Regions from separate parts of the Triticum aestivum genome. Here region 2 is linked to region 1. Evidence: chromatin contacts called from public Hi-C data. All regions are on one chromosome and are shown on one strand. The core of a region is the stretch at or near the end of the contact, and the rest is flanking DNA. Distances in the headings are between cores, read along the strand shown.

Region 1 (6,033 bases), core at 2,499-4,998:
GGCCTCATTCTCTCGACACGATCTCGTAAAAGAACTCACGAAATAGGTCTATGTTGCATGTTCACATACACATCACAGTACACAGAACTACACAACCCACAAGCGGCAGGGGCACTAACACCCAACTAAATCTGCTAGCTATCCAGCTCAAGGAACGTACATCACCATTACACAGCACAGTGGAACCACCTTAGCCCACACATGAAACTCAACAAGAACATACTACAATATACAGTGGAGCCATCATCGACCAGCGTACGACGACGACGGCTTACTTCTTCTTCTGCAGGCTGATCGATTGCTTAGCCACAGCGTGCGCCGCCGAGCTCGCCAGGGACGACTTCTTGATGTGCCCCTTTGGGTCGAGCGCTTTCCGGATCTTGAAGACGGCCCACGCGACCCCAAGAGCGTTTCCGGTGGCGTGGAGGTAGTCCTGTGTGATCTCTCCTGCCTGATCACCGTACCTGCAAAATAGAGGGAGATGATATCAACGATCCTATCAACAAATGATCACTGGGCCAAAGATTTTGCTGAACCAAGAACATTTGGAATTCTGAATGAAGCATAGATGCAACGCGGTGCATGTACATTACCTGTGCGTTACAACTGAAGTAGTGACAACTGACGATGTTTTCATCACGTTCTTTCCAGACACCTCAACAGCGTCCCAAACTTTACCTGAACCATCGAGTAAGTAAAGAGTCAACAAATAATAATATGTGATGCAGCAACTGTTTGCACATATCAAATCTAAAGAGGTGGCATGCTATAAAATCTTATTGCAGCCAACATCAGGGCCCTTGCATCCAATACAGTATTCGGGCAAGCCAACCGGCAAACCACTGTTTTGGGCTCTTGAACTTATACAAATAGAATTCTGACCACATATTAGCAGCTCTTATAGCTGTTTTAGAGTTCAGTTAAGGCATGTTAACCCAGTGCACTCTACAATAGTACACTAAATACCTGGGATTTGCTTGGGAGGCCCAATATAGAGCATAAATAAAATCCAAATCATAATATGATTTCATCCTATCTGGTGCTTTGGTGATGTGACCATTAATCCCATGCATATTTAGATCAACAAATTCAATTTTTATTCGGAACAGAATCACGGACTACCTAGACTTCTAACTTAAAAGTTCAGAAACAACAGAATACCTAGCATTCTACTAGCTGCCTTTATATTCAATCATTTCACAAGGATACAGATAAAAATGGTTAAACTTCATATTTTGCCAAGCAAATGTAACATGCGCAGCTAGTGGCAAACGCTTACCAAATCCGTCCAGCGAAGCAAGAATAACTTCGCCAGGCATTAACTTGAAGAACTTCTGTGCGGGTTTGGAGTTGACTACAGTGCTGGTAACAAATCCCGAGACCTTGAGAACACCTGAGAGAATTGAATTTGCTACCTTGTTCGACATTTTAGTGACCCTTCTGGCCCTGCAGAAGACAGAAGAGAAATGCATAAATTGATTACCTTAAATATAGAGCAGATCTATATATACCCTATTTATTGCACATCTAAGTGCCTCAATCAAACATAAAAGGAAAAGAAAAAGAGAAAGGGAAAGACAATGTTCGCACGAATCTCTACGTAAAATCAATGACATAGGACTTAGATGTGCAATACTTAGGGCACATCTAAATGTGTTTTAGCAAAACTGTAAATATTTCTATAAACATGATAACAATTAGTCAATAAACAACCTAAAGGGAAATGAAATTATCTCAGAATAAGAGAGATTAGGATAGCGACCCATACAGTCAAAACAAAATAACTTCTACCTATGCTGCTATGCATATTTCCATTAAGAAATAGTGCTAGTACTATACTGAGTAGCTTGCCAGTTCAGCTAAGGCATGCATTGATAAGGATCCGGATCAAGTTGAAAACATCTCACACTAAATGCACACATGTCGGCACCATAATGGTATCTTTAAATTTATAGCATCATAATGCACACATGTCGGCATGGCAAAGATATCACTCGTCGTTATCAAGATATGCCAGGTGTCTTCCAGGATAGGAAGCAAATAATGGACACTGGTGGCATTGGCTAAGTTAATGGTCAATTTTTTCATAATAAAGATGTGTCGTCCTCTTAATGGGGGTTACATCTGGGTGAGACATTTTGTTTGCACAACCAAAAAAGGGTTTGTCTTCTTGTCCATGTCCTTTTTTAGACACAGAAGAGAACATGAAGAAGACCCTACTGGAGTATCTGACAAACAAAAGACCCTGCTCTGTTGAATAGAGCTACAATAGAACTTCATAATTTTTGCTAGTAATAATAAAAACAATGTAACGCATAATCAATACTTATTTTCTGTTCAATAAGTGCAATGCAATGGAGGACTAGTAAGAACCCTGACTATTCTGGACATGACATGTAACGAAGCTATAACTGATTATCCAAATCCTGATCTTAGACGATCCAAGTAATGGCAAAAGGTGAGTCATCTCATTCATTAAATTTTAGTTCATCCAATGCTGCAGCTTAACAGGAGCAGTAGAAATGTAAATTTAGCGTATCATTTAGTTCGTCAAATGCCAGATTAAGAAAGTGCATCTAAGCTACTCCAATGTGAGCTGCTCTGCAATATATAGAGAGAATAGTAAGTTTCTTCATCCATACCTCTTCATCCTCTTGAGGGAGCTCGGCTTCACCTGCGTATGCTTGCCGTTCGCCCCCGCGCCCTTCTTCAACACCGCCTCCCCGCATTTGAGGCCCGTAGCTGTGATGTCCCCGCACCAGATGATGCCCCTTACCAGCTGCCCGGAGCCCTTGGCGATAAGCCTCGCCACCGACGAGCTGTAGTCGTCCACGTTGGGCGCGATTGTCGTCCAGAACGCCGCGGACTGCTCCTCAATCTCCTCCTTCTTGTCCCCGGCAGCCTCCTCCGGCGTGATCTCCGACACCGCCCTAGTGTCCATGACCTCCGACTTGCCGCCGGCCTCCTCGTCGACCTGCTTGACGGAGAAGGTTGTGTACTCCTTGAGGACCCTGTCCAGCTCCTCCAGCACCTGCTCCTGCCCTTTCCCGGCGACGGTGAGCCCGTAGCTCAGCGCCGCCTCCCGGTCCGCGTCCGTCTCCGCCTCGGCGTCCTCCTTGTCGTCAGGGTGGTCCGAGTGCGGGACGTGGAGCGAGAAGAAGTAGTGGCCGGCGTCGAGCTTGACGACGGCGACGTCGCCGGCGAGCGGCCACTGCACGGGCTCCTGCGCGTCGCTGGAGCGGCCGCTGCTGAGGAAGCCGAAGACGCCGCGTCGCTTGTGGGCCTTGTCCGGGGTGAGGCGCGCGAGGACGGCGACGCAGTGGTCGCCCTGGCGGAGGCGCACGATGGAGAGCGTGCCGGCGCCGAGGTCGAGGCTGCGGTCCGGGTCGACGAGGTGGAGCTGCGCGCCCGGCACGTCGACGAGGGTCTCCTCCACCGTGGGCGGGGCCGGCGCGGCGTCCTCGGCCGCGTCGGCTGGGAAGAGGTTCTCGGCCATCTCGTGCGGGTCCATGGTGGGGTAGAGCGACTCGCCGCCGGTGCTGCTGGCGGCGGCGGGATTGTACTGGAAGGCGGTGTTGTGGTCGGGGTGGGACTGGGGTACCTCCGGGTACATGCTCTGCTGCTTGGAGGCGGAGGCCATGGCGGATTCGCTGGTCGGCTGCTGCGTCGTGTCACACACAGTTCGCCGGATCGAGAGGGGAACGTGGTGGGGATGAAACGGGCGCAGGGGATTTTAATACTACGCGAGGGGTGGAACCGGCGAGGGCGACGGTTCATTCGCGGTGGCGCCCAGGTGCGTGGGGATTTCCTGCGCCCGTGACGGCGACGCGGAGCTGGTCGGCAGCGTGTCAGCCTGTCAGGGACGAGACGGCCGTGCTTCCGCGGCGGCACACAGGTGGGCACAGAGATGGCGGTGGCAAAGGGGGATCCCGATAGACGAGAAGACTTTGGAAGAAAGGAACCGGAAGGCAAGGGAGGAGGACGCGTAGACACCGTCGGGAACAGCTCACCGGCCACGGAGGCGCCGGCAAAAGAATATGGCTTTGGGAAGGCCAACACGAACTGGCGCGCTCCAGAGTTCACGTGTGTGCAGCTTCTCGGTACCTGGCGGTCCGCCGTTGCACAACTTCGGAGCGACGATCGACGGTGGTAGTACGTTGGCTTCCGTTCACCGCGTCGCCGACGGCAGACGGTAGTCAACATGTTTTCTGTTTCCGCCGACGTGCACGGGCGGGCCGGCGGGACAGCGCGGCGGAGCGGTGGGCATCAAATCTATCATCGGGCTTCCACATTTGTCTGCGCATTTTCTTCATCTTTACGAACGTCGTTGGTTGTCCGCGTGGTTTTTCACACTTTGCATATTGGTCCCAGCTGGCCTGACTGTGAAGAAATAGGGGGAAAAAACTATGATTTGCACATCGTTTGGCTGTGTGCATTAGAGCAACTCCAACCGACGCGACTCCCCCGACGTGCCGTTGGCACACTGACAGATGGCCCCGGGCCCTGTCAGTGGCCCCACGTCAAGGGTGCAGTACGTCAGATGATCCTGGTCCAATTCCAACGCGCCGATCCAAACGAATTTACGGTTTGTTCGCTTTTCGTCCGTTTGGGTCGGCTAAGCAGACGGGTGCGCCTGCTTTTTCATATGGGTCGGCTTGAGCGCCTAACAAAAGGCGGATCCAAATTTACGTGCATATAATAGAAAAACAAAATGAACCACGCATGGCAAATATAACAAAAATAGGAACTTAATTTACAATAAATGTCCGGTCATCCGCGACCAAAGTCCACTTAAACTTAATTAAACATTCATAAAAACAAAAACTAAAAGTTGGTGTCCGCACGTAGTCCTAGGCGTCGGCCTTACCCTTGCCATCGTCATCGTCGCCGGCAAGGTCAATGAAGACGGGAGGCGGCCTAGTCCAACCGAAGGCGGCTTGATAGGCCGCCAGGGCTGCCTCCTCCAACGCCTGCTGCGGCGGAGGCAATGTCGCGACGCGGGCGCGCTCCTCCTCTTCCTCCCGCTCCCTCTGCATGCGCTGCTCGGCGTCTGCGCGCTTGTTCGCCAGCCGACCCTGCCGCCAATGTTCGGGGTACATGGCCTCCTACGCCGGCGTGGCACCAAGCCAAACCGGGGGGAGGGGGGTGCTGACGAACTCATGCACCTGGCCGGTCCAGACGTACCTCTTGGCCGTCTTGGGCGCAGGTGTCATTGGGGTTAGCCACGGCGGCGACGGCGGCAGCACACAATCGCCTGTTGTCGGTGAGAACGACACATATGGGATCACTGGGATCCTTTCTACGGTCGGCGGGCGCGGGGTCGTGAGAAGAGCAGGTTTAGGAGCTAGCACACGGGTCGTTTACCCAGGTTCGGACCGCGAGAATGCGTAAAACCCTAGTCCTGCTTTGGTGGATGTATTGAGTGTTCTTGAGCTTTCTAAACTAGCTACGGTGGCTGTGCTGTCTCAAAAAGCCGAATCCCTCTTCTAGTCGCCTCGGGCCTCCTTTTATAGGAAAAAGGGGCTGCCACAGTGGCACACAGGAGGTGAAAAGGCCTACAGTGCTGTAACACCCTCGATGCGACTATAGCTCCCACGTGTCGAGGCACGACTTAGAGACATAATCGCATTGAAGACATATGTCGCAAGTTAGGCAATCTTCACAAACATCCCATGTAATGTAATAACAAAAGGGGAGATAACTTAGTTGGCTTACACTCGCCACGTCAATCAAGTACATAAATTAACATTACATCATCCAAACACTCATGGCCCGACTACGGCGCCAAAATAAAAGAGAACCCAACATGCGACACGGTCCCAATCACCCCCAACTGGGCACCACTACTGATCATCGGGAAAGGAAACATAGTATCGTTGAGAGTCTTCGTCGAACTCCCACTTGAGCTCATACGCGTCTCCTGAAGCGGAATCATCGGGCCCTGCATCTGGTGTAATAGTAATCTGTGAGCCACAGGGACTCAGCAATCTCGCACCCTCGCAATCAAGACTATTTGAGCTTAAGGGTATGGTA
Region 2 (6,033 bases), core at 2,052-4,551, 480 kb before region 1:
GAGAGACGTATTTTCCCTCTTCTTCTGAAGAAGAGCCTGCTACTCACTAAGAGAGAGAGACTGACCTGCGATATCGGGGGCCTAAGGCGCGCCGACCTCCCGAGGCAGAGCGACGCCGCGACGCCCATTCGCCGCACCTCCACCTCGTCGTGCTTCACGTCCAGGCTCGGGTCCAGCAGGTCGGAGATGTCGCCGCCGTTGAGGATCGGAGTCGCCTGTCACGCACGTCAAACAGACCAACCGCGTCAGCACAACCCCTCTCTCTCTACACGAGCATGATGATATGATAACAACGTTTTTTTATAAAGACAATGATATGGTAACAACGTAACACAGTGAGGTGGTTATGTGGGCTTGATTGGGATCGCGAGGGCTTACCCACATGACGAGACTTTGGTGGTGGCCCTTCGGTGAGCCGTCGCCGGTGATGGGCCTCCGCCCGGTGAGGAGCTCCAGCAGCACCACCCCGAACGCGTACACGTCCACCTTGTCCGTCACCTTCCCGTACATGAAGTACTCCGGCGCTAGGTACCTGCGCCCGCAAGGATTTTGATCTTCGTCACCCCAACACGGCGCCACTTCAGACCGAAAGAGACTCGTCCGTGTCTGTGTACAAGAAGAAGACGTATCCGAAGGTGCCGACGACGTCGCTGTGCGTGAGGGACGACGGGCTGGACGGCGCCCAGATCGCGAGCCCGAAATCGGACAACTGCCACCGTCGGTACACAGTTCAGAGTTCACGTCTGTCAGTACAAAACACAGACAAACAAACTGTATATTCCTGAATTTAAGAGCACAGTACTACCTGGGGCTCGAAGTCGTCCGTGAGGAGGATGTTGGAGGACTTGACGTCGCGGTGGATCACCGGCCGCGAGCAGCCGGAGTGCACGTAGCTCAGGGCCTCGGCCACCCCGACCGCCGCCCGGTACCTCTTCTCCCACGGCAGCGCCGGCTTCGACCTCTTCTTCCCTGCGAAATCACATGCCCAAGGCCGCTGTAGACCATCGACGCAGCCAAAATACAGTAGCGTAGTTTGTCGTGGTGTGCAAGCGTGGTGGCGTACCGTGCAGGTTGTCCTCGAGGCTGCCGCGGGGGAGGTAGCGGTAGACGGAGATGAGGTTGGGGCCTTCCACGCAGACGCCGACGAGCGGCACGATGCGGCCGTGCTGCAGCTTGGTGATGATGTCCACCTCCCGGAGGAAGTCCTTGGACGCCTCCGCCGACGCCCGGCACAGCTTGATCGCCACCCGCTGCCCGCTCGCCAGCCCGCCCCGGTACACCCGGCTGTGCGCGCCCTTGCCCACCAGGTTGCCGGGGGAGAAGTGGTTCGTGGCGTCGTACAGCTCCTCGTACCGGAACCACCGGCACCGGGACGGCGCGCCGGCGAGCGCCCGCCTCAGCTCGGCCGCCAGCCCCTCCTGCGCCGGTTCCGGGGACGCCGACGGCGAGGAGCGCCGCGGCAGGCTCATCACCCAGTGCACCACCGACTGCTTGCGCGTCGTCTCGTGGTCTCTCGTCGTGGCCTGCGCTGCGGGAGGCGCGCGCCGGAGCAAAGGCCAGCCGAGCTTCTGCTCTGGCGCCGGCACGCGCACGACGAGGGCCTTGGCGTCGGCGGCGTCGTGGTCGTCGCAGGGCTTCTTGGGCTGCGGCGGCGCGGCGCACTGGCCGCAGCCCGTGGCGTCGAAGTCCATGGACCGCGCGCTCCGGCGGTTGGGGTTGGGGATGATCACCTTGGGCTCCATGCCGACGCTGGGGTGCAGCAGCGTGCGGAGCACCGGCTTGGGCTCTGCTCCTGCAGGACGACGAACGAAGCCACCCAACGCTTTAATCCGTCAATCAATCACCCACTCACCAACCGAAATCAATTCGCAGCTAACATCGGGAGTCAGTACTCTACTGACCAAGTGGCGGCCGGGGGGCCTCCCTGACGAAGATGGCCTTGCCGCCCTGGATGGCGACGACGCTGGTCGTCGCCGGGAGCTTCCTGGCGCAGTACTTGGCGAGGCCGGTCGAGCCACTGATCGAGCACACAGGTAAAATAATCGATTACTTTTGGTGTGTGCGTTAATGAATCGTGCAGAAAACAAACAGTTGGATCACGCCAAGATTGCTGCTGCTGGGAGGTGAGAGGTGAGCATCGGCACTGACTGACCCGAAGGAGTACTTCTTGTTGGCGCCGATCACCACCACCATGGCCGCGCAGAGCTTGGCCTCCTTCACCAGCACCTTCTGGATCGAGCTCCCCGGCGTGACCCGCCCCACGAGGACGATCTGACGGACATGAAACCATACCATCAATACCAGCACATGAGCGCAACCGCCAGCGACATTAATGGCGGTGAAGGCATCGTGCTTGCTTGCTTACGCACGTCTTTCTTGCTGCAGATGGCCTCGTACTCCGCCAGGTAGTCGTCCAGCGTCCTGATCAGCGTCAGCGCGTTCGTCTTGCACAGGTCTCCTTCGATTCGAGGCACAGGGAAATGCTGCCATGAGTCGAGCTGCAACGCAAGCAAAGGTTTTTGACGGACAGGAGATGGGATAGGGGGCAGGGTACCTACCGGATTTGCGGTAAATGTGGACGGCGACGACGCGGTCGCCGCTCCTGGCCGCCTGGTTGAGCGCCCACTGCAGAAGCTCCTTGCCGACGGCGTCCATGTGCAGCCCCACCAGTATGCACCGCCCGACGCCCTCCCCCGCCATGCTCCCCCCACCAGTGGCAGCTCGAGAGAATCACCAGGAACCACACTTGCCCCCCATGGCGATCGATAGATAACACTCGCCACAGCACGCAGTCGGCGGCTCAACTACTAACCGCCGTGGACCTCCCCCGTTGGCCGATACGAGCCCCGCTTACCGCAGCCAATGCAGCACCACTACGACCCGGAACCTCCCCCTCCCTCCGCTGGAATAGAAAATGGCGCGGCTGTCGTCGCAGGGGCGGCCTCCCGGAAAGCGAGCCCCGTCCCGCGCGCGGAAGCCAAGCCTCCCGCCCGCTTTACAGCCGATGGATGATCTAACTCGAGCCGAAAGGGGAGTAGGGGGCGAGGGGGATGAACCGACGGACCGGGGAGGAGGAAGATACAGTACAAGCGCAAGGAGCCAGGGGGAAGCGGCAGATATATCCTACCGCTAGGAGTTCGAGCGGGCGGAAGATGTGGCGGAGCGAAGGGGGGGAGGCGGGCAGCGGGCGGCAAGCGACAGAGGTAACTACCTAAAATCTGGTTGGGTTGTCAGGCCTCAGCCGGGGCGATGGTATATAAAATTTCACCCTTCATGGCGCCGCGACACGCTACGCCGGCGGCCGTCACCATCGGCAGGCGGGGCACGGGGCGGGGGCGGGGGCGGGCTCCGCCCAACCACTCCAACCACGAATGCCGCAGGAAAGACACGAGGCCGCGCGGGGCAGGGGCGGGGCTTGGGTTGAACGGCCCGAGACGGTCGTCGTCGCGGTCCGCGGCGGCGAGCGGGCTGGCTTTGCTTGGCTGCTGTCTTTTCTGCCGCCGGTAGGCCGACGGCTAGGAAACGGAGACGGCGACCGAGACACGCACTCACGCAGACGCAGGTGAAGCGAAAGAGAGCGAAGTGGAGGTGATGCAATGCTATGGGATGGATGGGTAGATAGATATGGTCAATTGGGAGAAGAGTATTGTGTGTGCGCAACAGGATCTGTGATGATGCGACGGAGAAAGGCGAGGAGCAGGGGACGGGAGCTTCTCGGTGGAGGAGATTGGAGGGGTGAAGGAAAAATGATGGAAGATGGTTAGGGGATTGACCGAGGGAGGAGCTCCGTTGGTGATGATTTGTACTACACAAACTGGGAAGGAAAATGGGAGTGGAAAAGGAGAGGGATAATAGTCTCCGAATCCACATGGCTACACGGGGAAAAGATGGGGAAAAGGGACATGGTTGTACTCTTTCGGAAAGAAAAAGGCATCTAACTAACTAGTCGTAGCATTTCTTGGGATTATTAGACTGTAACATCTGAATCGCATTCGGCACATGGTTCATCTTTCCGCACGCATGGCAACCAAATTTGTAAAACGGGGTGCTTCGGTAGGACTGTCCTACTACTGCTAGTAGTAAATAGTTACTGGTCTGTGGCCTCGTTGCGAAGATGCCAATGCTTGCAGATGCACTGGGATTAGCGTTCCTGGTGCTGCCGTATCGCACACTGCATTGCAGATTGAGTCATGCACGCAGGGTTGACCGGCGGAAGCATCATCCTTCGTACGGGTCGTTTTCGTTTTAGTAATTTCTTTTCCTTGGTTCAACATTTTAATAGTAATTCATGTCTGATCTATGCCCAGATGCGGACCATTGGTAGTTTAGTATTATGTTGATTTTCAACGACGATCAACATCCGTTCATGTTACGTCCATCTGTATTATTGCCACGTCAGGACATCTGCAGATGGCTCCTTAACCCTACCCCGCTCCCGCTCCCGTGGGGCGCCGCCACGCCGCACCGTAGCGCCCCCGCCCCCTTCCTCTTCCTCCGGTCCTCTCCAACGCCATCTCCCCTACCGCCGCCGCCGGAGGACTCACATGCAAAGTCTGTGTGCGGCAGTGGTGGCGGCGGTGTTTCTCCTCAGCCAGATCCGGTTAGGGGGGGCAGCGGTCCATGCCCGCCAGACCTACGGCAGTGACGCGGGGCGGCGGCGGCCAGTTTCGGCATGGATCGACGACGATACCAATTTTAGATATAAGAGCACTTTACATTATCGAGTTTGTAGGTGTGAGTGCTGACTTCAGATGAATTGACGTATTTGCTTTTTAAATCTTTATTGAATAATTAATAAAGATGACTGCATACATCGATTGATGCAGAGACCGGGAGTTTAACCTTTTCTTAAAAAAAGTATATCTGCAGATGCGGGACGGGAGGCGTGTTTCAGAGCACTCTACCCAGTCCGAATGGGGTCACTCTGGAATCTGCGCTCACTGATCGATCATGCTGCCGATCGACTGGCGGTTCACGCAATGTCACTTTCATGTCACTCAACACATCTTCAAAATACGCCTACAAATACACGTGTTCTATCTACAAAGAAAAAGAATGAAGTGCACGAGCAAATCGGGAGCGAAAGTCTTTGCGACAAAATGAGTTAAGCAAACCGAATGTGTCGTACCTGTCACACAAGTACAAAGAGCTGACCGGTACGCAAAAACTTGGCTTCCATGACACGATGATAGAATAGATGCGACAGTGTATTGTGCCAGCACGTAGTGTACAAAACCCAACTGTTTGGAGTACAAATACTTCCTCCGTACTTTATAGCAATCAAAACGCTTTTATATTTCTTTACGAAGGAAGTACTTACGAAGGAAACGTCTAGTGTAATCACAATAACCGCGTCGGATGTTTGTCAGCCGTCACGCTTAAGAAACAATTCGATCGCAATCCCTGCAAACGTGAAACATGCGTTATGCTGGTCATTGGAAAGTAACTTTCATTACCAGCATGCATATGTACGTTAGAGCATTTCTGATAATTACCCTATTTGACGGCATGAAAAAATTGTTCATGTATTCCCTTCGTTCAAAATAAGTGATCCAATTTTGTATTAACTTTAGTATAAATTTAGTACTTCCTCCGTTCCTAAATATAAGTCATTATAGAGATTTCAACAAGTGACTACATACGAAACAAAATGGGTGAATCTATACTCTAAAATGCGTCTATATACATCCGTATATGGTTCATAATGGAATCTCTAGAAAGACTTACATTTAGGAAAGAGTATAAAATAGGGTCATCTATTTTGGAATGAAGGGAGTACAATTTAGGGCAAAAAAAAGTGTTTTTCTGCACAAAAAGTGGCGTCTTCAACAGCTGACAAACAAACAATAACGAGACGGGAGGCGTGTTTCAGAGCACTCTACCTGAATGAGTTCATTGTGGAACCTGTGTTTCAAAAGATCATGCTGCGGCTCAGGAAATACCACTTTTACCCCTCCAAATACGCCTATACAAATATAAACAAAATGAAAAACACGTGGGAAATCGGGAGCGAAAGTCACTTTGAAGATGAAG

What was found. Hi-C and Micro-C count contacts between places; a contact is called where the count stands out from the background.
Region 2: a contact with region 1 is called in a Hi-C map of leaf, with 6 times the contacts expected there. The contact joins the promoter of LOC123085202 here to the promoter of LOC123085200 in region 1. A contact is called at or near these places in 1 of 5 Hi-C or Micro-C datasets (leaf) and 1 of 1 datasets of contacts at active chromatin or transcription factors (leaf).

Annotation. Positions count from the first base shown.
Region 1 is chr4A:69,808,223-69,814,255 of IWGSC CS RefSeq v2.1, reverse strand. LOC123085200 (protein EARLY-RESPONSIVE TO DEHYDRATION 7, chloroplastic) reads right to left here and starts at 3,748. Exons shown (of 4, transcript XM_044506807.1): 1 at 2,643-3,748; 2 at 1,280-1,446; 3 at 594-678; 4 at 27-464. The coding sequence starts at 3,640. The coding sequence ends at 272.
Region 2 is chr4A:70,283,569-70,289,601 of IWGSC CS RefSeq v2.1, reverse strand. LOC123085202 (pto-interacting protein 1) reads right to left here and starts at 3,301. Exons shown (of 10, transcript XM_044506810.1): 1 at 2,559-3,301; 2 at 2,370-2,455; 3 at 2,153-2,271; 4 at 1,902-2,017; 5 at 1,064-1,792; 6 at 806-969; 7 at 630-709; 8 at 379-532; 9 at 66-215. The coding sequence starts at 2,700.